Regions from separate parts of the Sus scrofa genome. Here all the other regions are linked to region 2. Evidence: chromatin contacts called from public HiChIP or PLAC-seq data. All regions are on one chromosome and are shown on one strand. Each heading gives the region's core, a stretch centred on a gene start, on an enhancer-like site or on the middle of the called end of the contact. The rest is flanking DNA. Distances are from core to core; before and after follow the strand shown. Region 1 holds the start of CCDC107 (coiled-coil domain-containing protein 107). Region 2 holds the start of FAM221B (protein FAM221B). Region 3 holds the start of TPM2 (tropomyosin 2 (beta)).

Region 1 (4,253 bases), core at 847-3,346, 170 kb after region 2:
GAGCAGTTTTCTCCAGTTTGATAAAGCTCTGGTTATTAATTTACATACAGTGCCAAAAACTGTCCTTCATGTATCTGATTATGGTGCTGATCAGAGCCTTCCAAAATCATATCTTTTCAACACGATATCCCCCTACCCCCTTTCTCATGTCTTCTCTGGTTTAATAGTGCCAGTCTTTCTCGGTCAATGCTCATTTAACATGGTTTTCTCTGGTAGTTTTACTCTGATTTGTTTAAAGAGTATATCGTGCTGGGAGTTCGTGGCTCAGTGGTTAACGAACACGACTAGGAACCATCAGGTTGCAGGTTTGATCCCTGACCTCGCTCAGTGGGATCTGGCGTTGCCCTGAGCTGTGGTGTAGGTCCTAGATGCTGCTTGGATTCTGCATTGCTATGCTGTAGGCCAGCAGCTGTAGCTCCTACTCGACCCCTAGCCTGGGAACCTCCACATGCCTTGGGTGCGGCCCTAAAAAGCAAAAAAAGCAAAAAAAAAAAAAAAAAAAAGGATATAGTGCTCTTAAAGTTGTGCCCTCAATAGAATTCCCCCGCAGGGTTCTAATCAGAAGATAAAGAACAAAATACCTTCTTCCTAGCATTGATTTGGGAAGTGGGCTGTCACATCACACAACTGAACCTCATTAATCAATAAATTGCTGTTAAATTATGTTTCTTCCAGACTATATTTGGGTCCAAGAATAGAATTTATTATCTGGAGTTCCCCTCGTGGCTCAGCCATTGGCAAATCTGACTAGGAACCATGAGGTTGCAGGTTCGATCCCTGGCCTCACTTAGTGGGTTAAGGATCCGGCATTGCCGTGAGCTGTGGTGTAGGTCGCAGACTCAGCTCAGATCTGGGGTTGCTGCGGTTCTGGTGTTGCTGCGGCTCTGGCGTAGGCTGAAGGCTACAGCTCCGATTAGACCCCTAGCCCAGGAACCTCCATATGCTGAGGGTGTGGCCCTGGAAAATACAAAAAAAAAAAAAAGAAAAAAAAAAGTATTATCTATCTATGTTGAATTTCATCATTATATTCAGTCCCTCATCCTAGCTTGTCCAGCCCTCATCCTAGCTTGTCCAGTCTTATTATGAATCATGGTTAGCTATCCTTCCTAGTTTCCTATCTCCAAATTGGCTCAGCCCTCTATTTCCCAATGCAATTAAGTGATACGGCTAAAGTCAGAGCCCTGGGAGGTACTACGTTCCATTTCAACAGTTTGAATCTACCAAAATGTACTATCAGTTCACATTTCAGAGCCTCCTTCCCAAGAACTTGAGACTGCTTGGTACCTCGAACTCTAAAAACACTTTGGCTAAGTAATCAGCTGCTCGTGCCAAGGTTGGAATCTTACCAGGAACCGCACTCACTGTAGTATGGACAGTCGCTGGGTTCAAGTCCCAGTTCCACCAGTTACTAGCTCTGGGTGACCTTGAGCAAGTGACTAACCCCTACATTGGATTGATGGGAGGATTAAATGGGATGGTCATTATTTATTTACAATTTATCAAGTGCCATTCACCTCGATAGCTACTCAAAATAATCTCATAAGGCTGGAAACCCAGAGGACTCAGGTCTTCACTTTACAGATGGACAGGAAAATGAGTCTTGTTCTTGGTACCATAGGGACCCAACGGGAGATTCAGAACCCGGGCATCCCCTCCCTCCTCTCGTCGTCCCGCACCTGCAAACACTTGTACAGCACAAAAGCCACGACGGCCGCGGTGTACAGCGCCCCCAAGGGCAACGCCCCGGCTCGAGCTGGGTCGCGCTGATCCTTGGGCGGCGGCGACCGCCGCCGGAGTTCTGTGGCCTCGGGGCCGACCTGGGCGGCGTCTCCTGAGGAGGGCAGAGGCGGGTCAGTAGAGCTGGGGGTTGGGGCCGGTAGGCAGTCCCTGCCTCCCTCTAACAGACCTCGGTGGTACCTGGGTGTGCCGGGCGGTCGGGGCTGGAGCGGTCTCCGAGGACCTCGGGCAGCGCAGACATAAGTAGCAGCCCCACCGCACCCGCTAGCGAGACCACGCTAGCCATTGCAGGCGGACTACAGGAGAACCTGGGAGGAGCCGGCGTTGGCCGCACGCGCCCATGCGCACGCGCACGCGCGCCCTGGAGCCCGTTCCGCTCCGGGCCTCCCTGGAAGGTCACGCCCACCTAGCGTATGGGCGGGGCCAGGATTTATTTGCATAGGACCGGGAGCCCAGCTTAGTTTATTTTAGAAATTAGTTCATTTCTTATCTCCATTTAGGGATTCGGTTAGCCAGAAAGTGTCCAGAAGCTTACAACCTTAGAAGAGTATGCGATAAAGTGGTTTCCCACACTAGTCCACATCCTCACCCTAATCATAAAATAAATTTTTTCTTCCAGCTATAAAAGGTTACAGGAGCCCACCCACCAGTGAAGCTCGTGCTGAAGGCCTGTTTCCTAGGCTACAAACGAGGGACTAGTTCCTTATTTACGCCTAGGGGAAAGTCCCCGGACCTAAGGCAGAGAGTGCCACGTGCGCCTGCACGTAGACTGTCCCTGCACCTCACGGTTAATCCGCTAAGAAGCGATTTCGCCGAGCGGCGTGTGGCAGGGATGTCATCCGTCAGCCGAAATAGTTACACAGGCAGTGCGCTTCCGCGCACCAACCACACGGGGCTCATTCTCAGCACGGCTGATTTTAATCCTTTCTGGAAGGTAACAAGGTGGTTATTTATTTATTTTTTTTAAAGAAAAAAAAATTATTGCTCAATGGATTTATTGCATTTATAGTTGTACAATGATCGTCACAATCCATTTTTATAGGATTTCCAGCCCACAACCCCAGCACATCCTCCACCCCCCGCAACTGTCTCCCTTGCAAACTCTTAAGTTTTTCAAAGGCTGTGAGTCAATATCTGTTCTGCACAGAAGTTCATTCTGTCCTTTTTTCAGATTCCACATGTCAGTGAAAGCATTTGATGTTGGTGTCTCAGTGTCTGACTGACTTCACTTAGCATGATCATTTCTAGGTCCATTCATGTTGCTAAAAATGCCAGTATTTCGTTCCTTTTAATGGCTGAGTAATATTCCATTGTGTATATGTACCCCATCTTCTTGATCCACTCCTCTGTCGATGGACATCTAGGTTGTTTCCATGTCTTTACAAATGGGAGAAAAATCTTTTTTTGCCTTTTTCTAGGGCCGCTTCCCGCGGCATATGTAGGTTCCCAGGCTAGGGGTCGAATTGGAGCTGTAGCCACCGGCCTACACCACAGCTCACAGCAATGCTGGATCCTTAACCCACTGAGCAAGGCCAGGGATCGAACCTGCAACCTCATGGTTCCTAGTCGGATTTAGTTAACCACTGCGCCACGATGGCAACTCCTAGTTTTGTTTTTACTGACATTACTCTAAGAGGTGGATCTGAGAAGATGTTGCAGAAATCAACGGCATCTTTATACACTAACAATGAAAGATCAGAAAGAAATTAGGGAAGCAATCCCATTTACCATTGCATCCAAAAGAATAAAATACCTAGGAGTAAACCTACCTAAAGAGACAAAATACCTGTATTCTGAAAACAATAAGACACTGATGAAAGAAATCAAATATGACACAAATAGATGGAAAGACATATCATGCTCTTGGATTGGAAGACTCAATGCTATCAAAATGACTATACTACCCAAGGCAATCTACAGATTCAATGCAATCCCTATCTAATTACCAAGGACGTTTTTCACAGAACTCGAACAAAATAGTTTAAAGTTTGTTTGGAAGCACAAAAGACCCAGAATAGCCAAAGATAGCCTGAGAAAGAAAAATGGAGCTGAAAGAATCAGGCTCCCTGACTTCAGACTATACTACAAAGCAACAATCATCAAAACCATAAGGTACTGGCACAAAGACAGACATATAGATCAGTGGAACAGGATAGAAAGCCCAGAATTCTGTTTTTTGTTTGTTTTAGCGATTCCCCTTTCCCACAACGGCTTCCTGTTTCCCTCCTCCACCTGGCAAGTGCCTAATTTGAACTCCGATTACCTGGGCTATAATCCTGCCTCCCCTACTTTGGGCAAATTATTTAATCTGTTTCCACTCAGGAATGGAGATAATGAGAGTTGTTATAATGAATAAATGGGGGTATTCCAAGAAAAGTGCTTAAAACTGTGATTTTAATTTGAGCAGCTACTATTTCACCAGGCACTTGAGATTATATTATCTTTCTCCCAGATATTCCGCTGCCTGCCACTCACCTCCTTTCTGCACAAAGACAACACAATTTTCAAATCTCACT
Region 2 (4,344 bases), core at 858-3,357:
TCAGGCACATCTCCAGCCCATCTAAAGTGCCACCCACCAGGAATGGCTGGAGGGTGGGGCTGTAAAAACTCTTTATTATAAGGCCAACTTTATGGCACATCTCCAGCCCATCTAAAGTGCCCCCCACCAGCGACGGCTGGGGGGTGGGGTCATGAAGACTCTTTATTATAGGACCATCTTTATGGCACATCTCCTACAGCCAGGCCCCCCTCCTCCTCCCACATTCCACTCACTAGGAAGCTGGATATCTCTCTTTCCCATTCACTGGATGGTGGCCCTGGGCTGACAACTAGCAAATGAGGAAAGTTTATGGATGAAGCCCCCTTGTGGGCAGAAGGGGGAGAGGACAGGTTGTGCTTTGAGCCTTTCTGCACTTGCATCTGTTTTCCTATTGGGCATAAAACTGCAGTGAAAAAACAAAACAAAACACTAGTGTGGGACAAGAATTGGGGAACGTTTTTCTAGCCCTAGCATTGCCACTGACAAGCTGTAAGACCTCAGGCAAACTGATCCCTTGCTGAGCCTCAGTTTCCTCACCTGTAAAATGGTCTCAAGCTTTGGCCCTGCTCTAAAAGTGTCAAGAATTATTCCTAAGCAAATCAAGCTTATTTGGAAAAAGACTCATTACCGGAAGAAAATTCATTATAATGGCAGCTAACCCAAGTCCATTTACATGTTATTTTTAAAACTCGTTTTAAACATATGCCAAGTACCTCAAAAGTTTAAGCCAGATTCTCCCACACTGAACTAGAGGCTCTCTGCTGAGGGACTGTGTCTCCCCCATCTAACTTCATAAGCAGGAGCAAAGCCCTCAAGACTTTTTTGGAAAAACAAGAGTCGAAGTAGAGTCAGGATGGACCCCAAGAAGGAAAACCTTGGAATCTCTGGCCTCAGGACTCTAAGCCACCTGCTGAGCCTCGAGCCCACAGTTACCACTCTTTCGACCCTCACCATTCCTCTCAGTTACATAAGACTTCTCTCCTTCCTATTTCTCTCTGCTTCTTCCCCAATGATCTAGGTGCCCAGGACCCACCTCTCCTGAATCCCTCTAGTCAGCCCCTCCCTGCCAAAACCCCATCCCTGCTTCAGTCTTTCCTGCTTCTGCACTCACCAGCCCCTGGGCCAAGGACAGACAACAGCAACAGCAGCAGTAAGGCTGATGGCAGCTGGAGCCCAGACCTGAGTCGAGGCTGGGAGAAGGGTAGGGTATGAGAGAGAGTGGTAGGTAGTGGGAGAGACTTTGGTAAACACAGAGATGAGGACAAAGACTGGGGTAAAGAGTTGGGCTGGGCTGGGCACTGGAGCTTGTATAAGGGTAAGCGATGTGGTGGAAGGAGGGGCTGTGATGGGGACTGGACCAAGGGCAGGGATTGGGCCCCCGCCTTCAGTAAATACTGAGAATGGGGTTGGGACAGGGGCTGGGCTGGGATTTGGGAAAGGAGGTGAAACAGGTGCAGGGGCTGGGACGGGAGCCAGGCCAGGGACTGGGATTGGGATTGGGACTGGGACTGGGACTGGGACTGGAGTGGGGGCCTGAGCTGGGACCCGGATCTGGGCATTCGCTGGGACCCAGGCCGGAGCTGGAACCGATTTGGGAAGTGGGGAGAGGGCGGGGTCGGGGGCCAAGGACCGGACCGGGATGGGACCAGGGGCCGGGACAAGGGCTGGGCCATGGCCCGGGGCGGGGGCGGGGCCGGACAGGCCAGCGCGGGCGCTCGCAGAGCTGACCCGCGGCTCCGCTCCCACCCCCGGAGGGATGGCCTGCGGCGTCCTCGCGGGCCCGGGGCCGGGGTCGGGCCGGCTGGGGCCGGGCCGGGGACCTGGGTAGGAGTTCAGGCCTGGGCGACTCCGGGCTGCGCTGGACCGGCGAAAACCAGGCCCCGCGGCGGCGGCCTCTGCCTGACGTCATATGACGCTCCGCCCCCCGGTTAGTTCTATTGGTCCTTCTTACTAAAGCCCGCCCCTGGCTCTACTCCATTGGTCTCTAACTTGTCCCTGCTGGGTTCGAACACAGACTCCGCCCCAGCCCCAGCTACCGGAGTCTCTTTCTCACCCCAACCGAAGAACCCAGAAGCCCCCATCGGATCTTCATAACCTCCACTGACCATCCTACAGACATCTCTAGGAACCCTCACAAACCCAGACACCCACGGACCTCCCCAGAGATATCTGCAGGCCCTCCCCAGAGACTCTCAAAAGATCCCGAAAAAACACTCACAGAGATCCCTCGAATCCCTCTTAAAAGAAGTGATCCCTCTAGGTTTCTCTCCTCTGGATCCAATGCAGTCCCCTCAGGAGACCTCGCCCACCCGTGAGGTGGCCAGACTGCTGTTGCCACGGAGACTACTGGGCGTTCCGGTTGCCACGGTGACGGATGCACTACTCCCCAGCCTGGGTTCCACAGGCTTCAGTCAAGACCCTCCCTCCTCTGGCCTGGACCCACCTCGACCCACCTCCTCCCACCCTTCAGAACTGGCCACAGCTCCTTTGCGAATTTCCGCAGGTGTCCAAGTTCCCTCCCAAAGTCGTAACTTGCAGGCAAGGCCTCTCACCACACAGCACCCGCAGCCAGGGCTCATCTACAATCAAGTGCCTCCTCTCCCTTGGGGCCAACATTTTCTTTTCCCAGCTTCAGACAAGATCCTGATCTAAGGATTTGTAACAGCTGAAACAAAGCCCAGAGGTATGTAGTCTCTCAAACGGCCCCTCCTCCAAACTCTCATTCCCTTCTAATACTGTCTGTCTCTTCCCACCTCAGTCCAACCCCCTCCCATTTCCTGTGTTTCATCCTTATCCCCCCCCCGCCCCCACGTTTCTCCACTCAGTTCCTTCCTCCCCTTCTTTTTCCTTCCCTCTCCTCCCATCCTTTGGTTCTTCACCCTCTGGCCCATTTTTCTCTTGCTAAATATCTGGCCATCTTCCTCCCCATCATCCTACCTCCTGACCCAAACTTCCCCTTTGGAAAGGCCTTGATGAGTTTAAGAAATAATAAATGTGGAGTTCCGTTGTAGCACAGCAGCAACATATCCAACTAGTATCCATGAGGATGCAGCTTCTGTAGCACAGCAGCAACAAATCCAACTAGTATCCATGGTGATGCGGCTTCGATCCCTGCCCTTGCTCAGTGGATCCGGGATCTGGCCTTGCAGTGAGCTGTGATGTAGGCCATAGACGAGTTTCGGATCTGGCATTGCTATGGCTGTAGCTCCTATTTGACCCCTAGGCTGGGAGCCTCCATATGCCACAGGTGCAGCCCTAAAATGCAAAAAGGAAAAGAAGGAAGGAAGGAAGGAGAAAGAAAGAAAGAAAAGAAAGAAAGAAAGGAAGGAAGGAAGGAAGAAAGAAAGAGAGAAAGAAAAAAATGTACTATTTCTGGAGCATGGGACAAAGTAGAGAGCAAGGGAAGTTAAGGCTAGAATCCTTGGGCAGTGTGGCAAATGATGACAGGCCTTGACTGTCAGGGCCAAGAAATTTGGACCTAATCCTTAGGCTGAGGCACTAAGTGTTTTTTAAGCAAGGGAATGCCATTGTTGGGTTTGTATTTTAGAAAAGTCTCTCCCAAGTCATTGAGGAGGACTGACCCCTTGCGGACATCCTCCCAAGATAAATGAGGCACACCCCACTCCCCACAGCATCCTGGGCGTACCCCAGCAAAACACCAACTCATTGGTAAGGTCATTTTGGTTAACTCGACTCCTATCCAGACTCTTTCAAATGAGTCCAGTGCCTGAGTAAAAATTTTAAGATTCAGCTCTTTGTAAAAGTGTAAGTTTCATAAGTCAATGAAAGAAAGAATGACTGAGTGGATTAATATGCTGGGAAAGGTATCAGAGAGGCAAAGTTATTACATAATTGAACTAGAAAATGATGAGAACTTGAACAAATTTGGAGAGAAAGGAAAGAATGGATTGGGGGGATATTCATTTATTTTATTTTATTTATTCTATTTTTTTTTTTTTAGGGCTGCACCTGTGGCATATGGCAGTTCCCAGGCTAGGGGTCAAATCGGAGCTGTAGCTGCTGGCCTCTGCCACAGCCCCAGCAACGCCAGATCCAAGCTGCATCTGCGAGCTACACCACAGCTCATGGCAACGCCAGATCCTCAACCCACTGAGCAAGGCCAGGGATCGAACCTGCATCCTTATGGATACTAGTCAGATTTGTTAGTGCTGAGCCATGATGGGAACTCCTGGGGGATATTTAGAAGATAGGAAATAGAGTCCTTGGTCTCCATTTGAAGATAAGGGCTGAGGGGAAAGGAAAAGACAAGGATAATTCTCAGGGTTCAGTTTTGATGCCCTGTGGGACATCCATTTAGCAACACCCAGAGGCAGTTGGTATGAC
Region 3 (4,169 bases), core at 251-2,750, 140 kb after region 2:
TAGCATCGGTCCACTAAGCAGATCTAAATACATTTCCGCCCCCACCTCCCCTGGCCGTGGACCTATGGTTCCCACGGTTCCCACCCAGCCAGCAAAAGCCAGGCCTCCCGCCCCCCTGCCCCTGGGGAGCGAGGCTTCCTCTGCCTACCCTGGTCTCCCCTCCCCCCACCCCAAGGCGGCTCTCCACTTCCTCTCCCCTCACCCCACCCCAAGGAAAAAGCGAAAACAAACAGCCTCGCACGGGTGCCTCCGATTTCCCGACCCTAGGCCACGGCTCCCGGCTCCGGGAGCTGTTTCTGGCGGCCTCGGTCAGAGGGAACATCTCACCCCCAGCTCCAGACGCCCAGCAGCTCCGTAACTCTTGCCCTCGCCCCTGCCTTCCTTGCCCCATTCCGGCCCCGCCTCCCCACGGGAAACATCCCAAAAAAGGGCAGAAAAGAAATTTCAGCGTAAAGTTGGCCCACAGGGGAAGGGAGGAGAGTCCGCAGGGAGAAGGGGAGGAGAATGGAAGGAGAAGGGAGGGCGCACAGGGAAGCTAGGGGAAATCGGGATGGGTGGGGGTGAGTGGGGGGCGGGCGGTGGGGCCGGTGGACCGCGAGGCGGGGTGAGGAGGGGGACGGAGAGCGACTCGTCCCGGGTGGGGGTGGGGATGGGGGCGGGGAGCGCGGGTCCGGCGGGGCAGAAGTGGCCGCGGAAAATATGCGGGGCACGTGGGGGGCGGGGCGGGCTGGGCGCGGATCCGGGTTCTGCGTGCTCGGCGATGGTAGAGGAGGGGCCCTGGCTCCAGGGGCAGGGGCTGGAAGGGGAAGCGAGGGGAAGAGAGGTCAGGCCCGCCCTCGGGGGCAACAAGCCGGTCCTCGCTCCGAAGGGCTGCCGGGGCTCTGGGCTCGCCTCCTACCTCAGTTTCCCCAAGTCTCTGGTAAGACTCTCCACTATCACCACCATGTCCGTAGCAAAAACCCAGCATCTGGGACTGGGGTAAACTGAGGCACTCAAACTGCGGAGGAGCCCCGCCTCCCAAGAGACATTTAATCCGAGGGGATTTACAGGAAACTTCTAAATTAAGGGCAGCGGCTGCTGCAGTTGAGGGGGGGCCTTTTGGTCCCTGCGCTTGGGGCAGCTGCCGTGAGCTCAAGCCCTGAAATAGCCTCAGGGGCCCCAGCCGCAGCTGCCACCGGGCCAGGCTGTCACTCAGAAGAAGCACGGAGCCCCCTGCCCCAAGGTCCCCTCCCTTCCACAGCGCTAGTGTCTTTCTCAGCAGACCGTCCAGCTACTTTCCCTTCCGACGGCTGGGGGGGATGGGGTGAGGGAGAGGCGGAGCCCTAGGGGGCGGTTCCGAAGGGGTGGGCGTAGGGGGTGGCCGCGCCCCCCCCAACCCTGCTGTGCTTCTGCCCCTACAAGGTTTGGGCTGCAATGGGGGAGGGTCCTGGCCCCCGGCTCCGCCCGGTCCCTCCCAGCCTTTTAGGCGCCCGCGCGGCTGGGACGTCCCAGCCCCGCTAGGTCCTCCTCGTCCGCCACCCGTGCGCCCAGTCAGCACAGCCAGTCCCGTTCGCCCGGTCCACACTGCCCGCCGGCCGGCCGGTCCCCAACAGCAACCATGGATGCCATCAAGAAGAAGATGCAGATGCTAAAGCTGGACAAGGAGAATGCCATCGACCGTGCTGAGCAGGCGGAGGCTGACAAGAAGCAGGCTGAAGACCGCTGCAAGCAGGTGGGGGTCCCAGGCTCTGTGTAACCTCTGTCCCCAATCCGCAACAAGGGCAGCCTGTGCCACTCTGTGCTCCCCAGCCTCTGGCCTGCCGTCCAAGCCTCGCTACCATCCAGTGTGGGGGCTGGGCCTTCACAGTACCCCCAGGGCCCTAGCCAGAGCTACACTTCATCTCACCCACCCTCGTCCGAGGAGCCCCAGTCCCCTAATTTCCACTCCTCCCTTTACAGAGCCATGATGGGCCTTGCTCCTTGGGGCTGGAAGCTTTCTCTCTACTCCCACCAGTTCCCTCCCACACCCCTAGCTGCCCTGACCCTCCTCTGCTATCCCTCTTCCTCTCTGTCAGCCTCTATATATCTCTTAGTACCCCTCACACACACCCCTGCCTCCTGCCTGGGCCTGGGCCTGGCTGACTGAGGCATCTCTCTCCCAGCTGGAGGAGGAGCAGCAGGCCCTCCAGAAGAAGCTGAAAGGGACGGAGGATGAGGTGGAAAAGTATTCCGAATCAGTGAAGGATGCCCAGGAGAAACTGGAGCAGGCTGAAAAGAAGGCCACCGACGTGAGTGTGAACCTGGGGGGACAGTAGGAGACTCAGTGCTTTGGGAGGGGTTCCAGACATGGGGATGAGAGGGACTTTCACCATCAGGACAGAGACGGTTTCCTCTCAGGAACGCAGGCCAGGGCAAGCTTGCACAATTAATCCAAGACAGTGGGTAAATCAAAACCACTTACCACTTCCCCCTGAGAACACAACATTTTAATTCCATTTGGTTCCAGCTCTTAGAAGGCACAGTGATCAAGCAGTGAGTCATCGCGGGGGCGGGTGGCACAAGAATTTACCATCCACCTCAACTAATCTTCCAGCTGAAGATGGAGAGGAGACTGAAGCTACATTTGTGGGGTATGGGGTGTGGGTGGAGGTGCTGTTAGGCAGGAGGAGGGGAGAGGAATCCACAGATGGGCCTTGACTTGAGTTACACTGCTGGGGGGCCATTAGAAATTCCCTGGCCTTGACCTCTGGCTCCAGTGGCCCTGCTGTGTACTGGCGCCCCAGCTCAGGTTCTAACGGTCCCTCATTTACCCTCATTAAGCTGTCAGTCTTGAGACCATGCCAGGCCACAGGGCAGAGGGACAGGGCCACTAATGCCAAGGCAACCACCTTGGCAGCTCCTGTTCACTCTGAGATTTCTCTGCCCACCTCACACCCCCTAACCAGACTTCTCTACCTCCTGTTCTTCCCAGCCCCCACCTTAAGGTAGGAGAACAGCCATAAGACTTTGGCAATGGTACTTTCTCTGCCTCAGGTTCCCCATTTGCCTTCCACCCAGGATTGTTTAAGATGAGCCTGTGGTTGGGTGGATGCAGGGATTAGCACGAGCATGGTCTGAACGGCCGAGATGAAAGAAGACACTACGGTTTGTGTTGACCATTAGCCGTGCTCCCCATCCCCCCAAGCCCCCCAAGATTGGTTTCTCTGACCTCCAGCCTTTGGTTTTTGTTCTTCACCAGTCCTGGCACTTGGGAGGGAGCTGCCCTGCAGCTGCTAGTGAAGATGGCCCCGGGCATCTGACAGTCTATAAATAACCAAGGCCCAGTGCAGCTGGAGGCAGGACTGGAAATCCAAGGAGCTGAGTGGGGGCTGGAGGGGAGCTGGGGAGGCCAGGGACAGAGCTAGGGAAGCAGAGAGGCAGTGTGAGGAGTAGATAAGAAACTGCCCAAATTTATTGTGTGACCTTGAGCACAGCACTTAACTTACACAGTGCCTCAGTTTCCCTTTACTCTCTTGCTTCCCACTAGTCCAGTGGGGACAGCAGTGCCTGTCCTGTGGTTAGAGAGTAGCATCCAGAACTGGGAAGAGCTTAAGAAGCAGAAAATGGCAAAAGTCAATCCTGTGATGCAGGCCCTAGGATCTCCCAGATTCTCCAGTCATTTGTCACCCCACTACTATGAAGCGAGTCTTTTACAGACCTTCATCTCTCTCTCTAGAATAGACCTCCTGTGTCCCCCAGAGTCATTCTTCCCAACCCCCAGTGCTGTCCCCAGAATCCTTCCACACTGAGTCATCCGGCCCTGTGCCCAGGATGGGCTCTTGTCACTCTAGGTGGCTTTCAGCACCTGAAGGATAAGCTGCAACTACTTTCTATATATGGTGCTGTTTCCTCTGCCCTCTGGTATCACTCAGGACCTGCTTTCTACCCCCTCTGCCCCCAGAGCTGCCACCCATCTCTTCCCTTTCACTCTCTCCTTCCTGTACACTGGTCTGTTCTCCTTTCCAATCTCAAATTTCAAGGTCCCTATGTTTTTGTCTTTGAGGGAGAGACAAGGGATAACCTAATATTTATGAGGTGTGGATTCTGTGCAGGCAATGTGCATAAGTGCTTTCTGCATATTATTTTATTATTTCCCAAGGTTGACTTATCATCAGAATCACCTGGAAGATTAAAAAAAAAAAAAAAAATGG

Evidence for each region. HiChIP or PLAC-seq counts read pairs in DNA pulled down with a chosen protein or histone mark.
Region 1: an H3K27ac HiChIP or PLAC-seq map of alveolar macrophages shows a contact between it and region 2. The contact joins the promoter of CCDC107 here to the promoter of FAM221B in region 2. A contact is called at or near these places in 2 of 5 promoter capture datasets (fetal liver and liver), 4 of 47 Hi-C or Micro-C datasets (embryonic fibroblasts, heart right ventricle, psoas muscle and 1 more) and 2 of 2 datasets of contacts at active chromatin or transcription factors (alveolar macrophages and skeletal muscle).
Region 3: an H3K27ac HiChIP or PLAC-seq map of alveolar macrophages shows a contact between it and region 2. The contact joins the promoter of TPM2 here to the promoter of FAM221B in region 2. A contact is called at or near these places in 2 of 2 datasets of contacts at active chromatin or transcription factors (alveolar macrophages and skeletal muscle).

What each region holds. Positions count from the first base shown.
Region 1 is chr1:236,378,415-236,382,667 of Sscrofa11.1, reverse strand. CCDC107 (coiled-coil domain-containing protein 107) reads right to left here and starts at 2,096. Exons shown (of 6, transcript XM_005660223.3): 1 at 1,918-2,096; 2 at 1,677-1,831. The coding sequence starts at 2,023. LOC106509199 (a long non-coding RNA gene) reads left to right here. Exons shown (of 2, transcript XR_001306517.2): 2 at 2,357-2,658.
Region 2 is chr1:236,548,763-236,553,106 of Sscrofa11.1, reverse strand. FAM221B (protein FAM221B) reads left to right here and starts at 2,107. Exons shown (of 7, transcript XM_021065906.1): 1 at 2,107-2,683. TMEM8B (transmembrane protein 8B) reads right to left here and starts at 2,348. Exons shown (of 13, transcript XM_021065841.1): 1 at 2,219-2,348.
Region 3 is chr1:236,406,947-236,411,115 of Sscrofa11.1, reverse strand. TPM2 (tropomyosin 2 (beta)) reads left to right here and starts at 1,500. Exons shown (of 9, transcript NM_001129947.1): 1 at 1,500-1,711; 2 at 2,142-2,267. The coding sequence starts at 1,598.